2 separate regions of the Rattus norvegicus genome follow, and region 1 is linked to region 2. A link is a contact called in public Hi-C data. All regions are on one chromosome and are shown on one strand. Each heading gives the region's core, a stretch centred on a gene start, on an enhancer-like site or on the middle of the called end of the contact. The rest is flanking DNA. Distances are from core to core; before and after follow the strand shown.

The links. A called contact is a pair of places that touch in the nucleus more often than the background predicts.
Region 1: a Hi-C map of the A7r5 cell line shows a contact between it and region 2, with 2.9 times the contacts expected there. The contact joins the promoter of Aen here to the enhancer-like site in region 2. A contact is called at or near these places in 11 of 12 Hi-C or Micro-C datasets (the A7r5 cell line, the Rat2 cell line, Schwann cells and 6 more) and 1 of 1 datasets of contacts at active chromatin or transcription factors (oligodendrocytes).

Annotation. Positions count from the first base shown.
Region 1 is chr1:142,222,844-142,226,056 of GRCr8, reverse strand. Aen (apoptosis enhancing nuclease) reads right to left here and starts at 1,524. Exons shown (of 4, transcript NM_001108487.2): 1 at 1,232-1,524.
Region 2 is chr1:142,136,465-142,139,603 of GRCr8, reverse strand. No RefSeq gene overlaps it. Among named protein-coding and RNA genes, the nearest start is that of Mrps11, 21 kb to the right of the region's middle. Within about 2 kb of position 1,818, at least 8 of the 93 cell types and tissues checked have an H3K27ac peak or open chromatin away from gene starts, as enhancers often do. A contact at or near this core is called in the A7r5 cell line, where this site is marked.

The sequences.
Region 1 (3,213 bases), core at 275-2,774, 87 kb before region 2:
CTCATTGGAGGAAGTGTGTCACTGTGGGCGTGGGCCTTAAGACTTTCATCCTAGCTGCCTGGAAGACAGCCTTCTGTCTGCCTTCAGATGAAGGTGTAGAGTTCTCAGCAACTCCAGTCGCACACCTGCCTGGATGCTGCCATGTTCCCATGTTGATGATAATGGACTAAACCTCTGAACCTGTAAGCCAGCCCCAATTAATTAAATGTTGTCCTGATAAGAGCTGCCTTGGTCGTGGTGTCTGCTCACAGCAGTAGAACCCTAAGACACAGGGTGGAGTAGCAGTAGCAGCGGGGAGGAAAGAACAGTCTGTGTTTGCTGATGCCAGCATGTGCACTAGGAGTAATGGTCCACTTAGCCAGGGGGAGGCTCAGTGACCCATGCTGACACAACTGCTCTCGGCTTGCTCATCTGCTCTCTGAATAGTACCCTGTCTTTTAAGAGGTTGTCAGCAACTTCCTCATTTCCACAAACCACATCTCAGAACTGACAAAAATTCAGAAACTCAATTTGCCTTAGTCCAGCAAAGGGAGAAAACCTGGCCTAGAAGACCTGTGCTAGCCCTGCTGATCACGGACTTCCGGTTGGGGGCAGGAGGATGGACTCTCCTACCCCCTGCTGGCAAGGTTTGAAAGAAGCTAAAATTAGGTTCCCCGGAGTAGAGGTCTCCGTATTTTTGCATTTGTTTGAAAAGATAAAGGCAGTCATTTCCTATAGTCCCTGAACCTGTGGACGTGCCAGAACTAACAATTATCACGGGAACGCACTTCCACAGCCCAAAGCCCTGAATGACACTCACTCAGTTTAGCTGGAGAGAAGTATTCAGAGGACACAGCTCTTTTAGCAAAGCCACGTACAGATATTCCACATCATAACTCTCTCTGGCCAGTATGGAAGGCACTTGGCCTTCATGTGAAGGTCCCTGACCCAAGAGGACTCCAGATGAGAAGGTTCCCAAAAAACTGCAAGGCCAGAATCGTCACTGGCATAAGGGTCCCACCTGCCATGCTGGTAGACCCGACCTCCGTCAGTGGGCCCGTCTAGACACTGTTCTGGCACGAAATAACCTGATGACATCAGAAAGTCACTGTCCCTTAACCATCAACCGCCCTAGGTAGAAGGCAAAGTTTTGGGACAGGACCCGAGACCCCACCCTCAAGTCACGATTGTGAAGACCCCAGTTTGAGAAAGGCTGGCGCAATAAGGTCCCCAATGCTACCCAAAAGCTTACCTGACCAGTTTTTTGTTTGTTTGTTTGTTTTTTAAGTATGAGGGCAGGCCGCAATCCTCACAGCTGAGGCGTGCAGTGGACGCTCAATGTCCACGCGGTCCCCTGATGCCCACCGGCTCCAAGTTGGGAAAGACCGCGTGAGGCCGCGTTCCGGCCTGGCTGCACACCACCCGGTCCCGAGAGCCACGTGAGGCTGGCGACAGGAACCCGCAGCCCGGGGCTCCCTGTGGCGGTCCCCTAGCTCACCTGAAGACCGGGCCGCACTTTGCGGCTTTCACGTGGAAGCCTTGACGGCAGCAGTAGTTGCTTGCCCGGACATGCCCGGCTTCGGCTGCCTGTCTATTGGTTCGCTGGGCCGTAGGGCCCGCCTAAGGCCTCCTCGGATTGGCTGATCCTGCTCCTCCTGGAGTAGGCGTGCCAGTCAGAAGGGGTGGGGCTACCGTAGGAGGAGCGCGTGGTCTGCGCCGGGAGAGGGCAATGTTTAGGAGGTTAGTAAAAAACTGAATGGAACGTCTGGTTTCTGACCTGACGCCTAGTGAACGTCAAACTTCAAAGACTTAAAGTCACAAGGTGCACACCCAAATCTGCCTAGGGTGAACTGCAGCCTCTCCAGTCTCGGAGTTCTGAGAACCGGGTGAAATAATACAGTATTCTTTAAACTTGAAAAAAAAAATCAGGTTTGCTTTTTCTGCATTGCTTTTTCAATATTTATTTAATTTGTGTTTTTTTATTTTTTGTTTTGTTTTTCGAGACATGATCTCCTGTAGCCCAGGCTGTCTCATTTTCCTTCTTTTTTCCAGTATCAAGTTCGTATTTTCTGTATAGTTGTGAATGAACTTCTGATCCTCTTGCCTCTGACATCCTAAATACTGGTATTACAGCATTTTGCCACCACACCCATATTAAGTATTCCTTTGCATATTTTATTCATATACTCATTTCCCTATGAAAAGTTTTTAAAAGGGGGATGGGAGAGTTGCCTCGGAAGTAAAAAGGTGCTTGCTCGGTAAACCCGATGACCTGAATTTGATCCCTGGACCTTCTTAGAAAGCTGATTAAAGTGCACACCTTTAATCCCAGCACTCAGGAGGCAGAGGCAGGTGGATCTCTGAGTTCCAGACCAGCCTGGTCTACAGAGCAAGTTCCAAGACAGCCAAAGCTACGCAGAGAAGAAAGGAAGGGAGAGGAAGAGGGGGAGGGGAAGAGACAGAGTACTCCTACAGTGCTACAGTGAGATGGTAATGGAGACAGAAAAATTAACCGAAGCTCTCTGGCTAGCTAGGGTAGGCAGAAACGAGATACCCCAAACAACAAGAAACTCCCTGAAGTTGTCCTCTAACATGCACGGGCATGCATACTCACCCACCCACACCCACCCCAGTCCCTACACCTACACACACACACACACACACACACACACACACACACTCACTCACACACAAAATAGGTTTTTTTTTAAATAAATTTAAAAAGGAAAAGCTAGAGGAGCTCATAGACCCCAGAATCAAATCTACTACTGTTTTGCTAAACTGACAGTATCAAACTGCCCTTAAAATTTGTATAATCGGGCTAAGATCAAAAACTCAGGTGACAGCAGATGCTGGCGAGGATGTGGAGAAAGAGGAACACTCCTCCATTGTTGGTGGGATTGCAGACTGGTAAAACCATTCTGGAAATCAGTCTGGAGGTTCCTCAGAAAATTGGACATTGAACTGCCTGAGGATCCAGCTATACCTCTCTTGGGCATATACCCAAAAGATGCCTCAACATATAAAAGAGACACGTGCTCCACTATGTTCATCGCAGCCTTATTTATAATAGCCAGAAAATGGAAAGAACCCAGATGCCCTTCAACAGAGGAATGGATACAGAAAATGTGGTACATCTACACAATGGAATATTACTCAGCTATCAAAAACAACGAGTTTATGAAATTCGTAGGCAAATGGTTGGAACTGGAAAATATCATCCTGAGTGAGCTA
Region 2 (3,139 bases), core at 569-3,068:
TTCCAGAGGTCCTGAGTTCAAATCCCAGCAATCACATGGTGGCTCACAACCATCTGTAATGGGATCTGATGCCTTCTTCTGGTGTCTGAAGACAGCTACAGTGTACTCATATAAATAAGTAAAATATTAAAACACACACACACACATACACACACACACATATATATCACTTTAATTCCTCCATGTAGTTCCTCTTAGGTAGTCTGCTTACTATAATTTCCTCAAATTTTTGCATATATCTCTATGTAATATTATTGAAGTATATATAAAATATAAATATTTGCCAGAGGTGTCTGATAGCTCTCTATTTGGTTGTGGAAGGTGGAAATGTTAAAAAAATAATGTATATATTCAAATGAATGGGAGAATGAAGTAGAGACAGGAGTGCTTTAGAGCCAAAGAAACACATGGGCAGGGCATTAGTGTGGCCAGAAGCCCAGACTCCCTCGTACCCTTCTCAAAATTATGCTTCTGGAGCTACACCCAGATGCCGTACATCTAAAGCCCATGGTGATATTTTAGGCATATTTTCTTTGTGACACAAAGAGAATTCATTCAATAAATATCTACTAAGTGCATACTTTAAAAAGATATCCTAATCCTTTTAATGTCTAACTTTGTTATATTTTGGAGACATTGCTGTGGTTGGTTTTTGGAATCAGACCCTGGCTGGTATTTTGAGTCATAGATATCATGGTAGCCATCTTGTTGGTAACCTGGCTTTGCCATTATTGTTTCGGAATGTTCTAGTAACAGTCTTGAAAATCACATGACGGGTAACATCTATAATGTTCTTCAACATGGCCTTGACATTTTCTGGAGCATGGCTGACTGTGGAGCCAGGTCAGGGCAGTCCTGGGTAACCAGTTTGATTGGGGGTTAGCATGGAGGCCCCACCCCAATCACTGGCTCAAACTTTTCTGTTCAGCGAAGCCCTTAAGCACCTGCTTCCCGAGCACTGCTCACCTTGGTGCTCTTGCGGAGCCCACAAGTTTCTTCCTACATCGACTTAGCTGATGAATCTGAACATGGTCAAGGAAACGATTTGAACTGAAAAGATCACTCTGGGAATGGAGGAAAAGTTGAGGGCTGTGCCCAAAGGTGATGGTGGAGGGGAACAGGGAGGCCACTATGCCGGGTCGAGGGTCAAGGTGATAGACTTGGTAAGACAACCGCCAGCAGAGTTGGGGGTGGGAGAAGTAGTCAGGCTGAGCCGTATTCTGGAGGGAGCGTGGCCTGGGGACTGCTCTGCTTCACAGGCTGCTTCCAGGAGAATTCAAACACCCCTCCTTCACTAACAAGCATGGCAGTCTGAGGCTGAGCCCTCCCAACACCTCTCAGCTCCAGCCCTGGGTCCACCCCTTCCTGGATCTAACAGGGTCAGAAGGCCAATGTGATGCGACATCGGTTCAAACCCACCCCACTTCACAGTTCCCACTGAACCACAGAACCTTGTTGGTCCCTTGTGCCAGCAGTTGCTAACAATATGGCTGCCTTGCTTTTTCCCCTTGCCCTACAGGCTGTTTTCTCCAGTGTGGCCACAGCACCATCTCCATCTTTGTGCCTGTGTTCGCCAGAGTCAGGCTCTAGGAGACATCACCAGTGTTTTGCTACCAGAAGCTCTCCTGTCAGACTCTTCTCTCCAGGTGGCATGGAGCCAGTTCACAGGTCTGTGACTCAGGAGACTTGCTCTCACTTAGGAGGCACTGTTTGCTGTGCTTCCCTTCCCCCACTCCAAGCCACTCTTTCTACCACTTGGTGGCACAGTGGGGAGCAGCCAAGGCTGTAGATGGTGTCAGCTGCATAAGAGTTGGGAGGAAGAAGTGAGTCAGAAACTACCTCACTATCTCCTCTGTTTCCCATGGTGGTTGTAAGAGGCAGTTATGGCTGGGGGCTTTGGCAATCTCTTCTTCGTGGGTCAAGGGGAAGCAACAGTCTGAAGGTCATCTTTCTCTACAATGCCATCAGAATTCCTTCCTGATGAAGTCAAGTTGGAGCACATTGTATCTGTAGGGACAGAGCCAGACCCTTCCCAGAGTCTGGAAACACACAATTTTTGTTGCAAACCCTTGGCTAACTAAAATAGCCAGAGTAGTTTTGATATGCCCATTGGAAGCATGTGACCTGGGCAAGACAGCTTTATGGGGCTGTCGCTGCAGCCAGAAGCACTTCTAGCAGATGTCAGGCCCTTCCCTGGGAAAGTTTGGGTGCACAGATTTCTGGCCAGCATAGAAAGGTCTAGGACAGAGAGCTCTGCACAGGTGACATTGGGGCAGGTTGGTTAGGATGGTTCCCACAGAACTGAGCACGGGCCCTACAACCCTGTCAGTAAGGGAGGTATGATGGGTAGTGTTGAGCAAGAATGATGTTTGAGGCTTTGTCCCATCTCTTAGCTCCATCTTCTTCTACTCAGGCTTGAAATGGAAGAGGGGAGCCCGAGGAAGGGAAAAGCTCTGAGCAGTCTGTGAGGCTCAAGTTTGGTTTAATATTTGGGCAGAGTTTTAGATTGTTGAAAGAATTACAACTCTCAGACTGAACTTTTGAAAACAGGGTCTCACATATCCTGAGAGAATAGCCTTGAACTTCTGATCTTGCTTTTGCTGTGTGCTGGGGTTACATCTGTCTGCTGCTGTCACACCTAGTTTTATGCGGTGCTGGAGGAAAGGGACATTCTTTGAAAGACGAGCTTTTTCCTATTAACTCATGTGATTTAATGACGGCAGTGATGGGAGGCAAGTGCAGTCCTCATGTGGGAGCCCTGGACTTCCACCTTGCTTATGAAGGGTACACCCAGGCAAGGGGCTTCGTCTGCCCAGCCTGGCCATGTCTTCAGATGGTAGGGATATGGGTGAGGTTGTATTTTTTGCTTGTCAAATCCTGGGAGCCTCAAGAGCCATGTGATGTCCCAGTTTTCTGCCTCTGTCTGAGTGAGCTGAGCTCTGATTTGAGGAGGTGTGAGGGCTCTAAATGACTGCAAAGTACATTTCAATCAGACAGAAAATAGGTGAGAAATGCATTTTCCCTTAATGCCCCAATTATCCCAGTCCCAACAGGACAAAAAATGTGCTTTTGCCTGCTCTCAGGGACGCTGTGCTCAGGATCCCTGCCTGTCCCCAGGATCTCTGACTGTGCTTTGTGC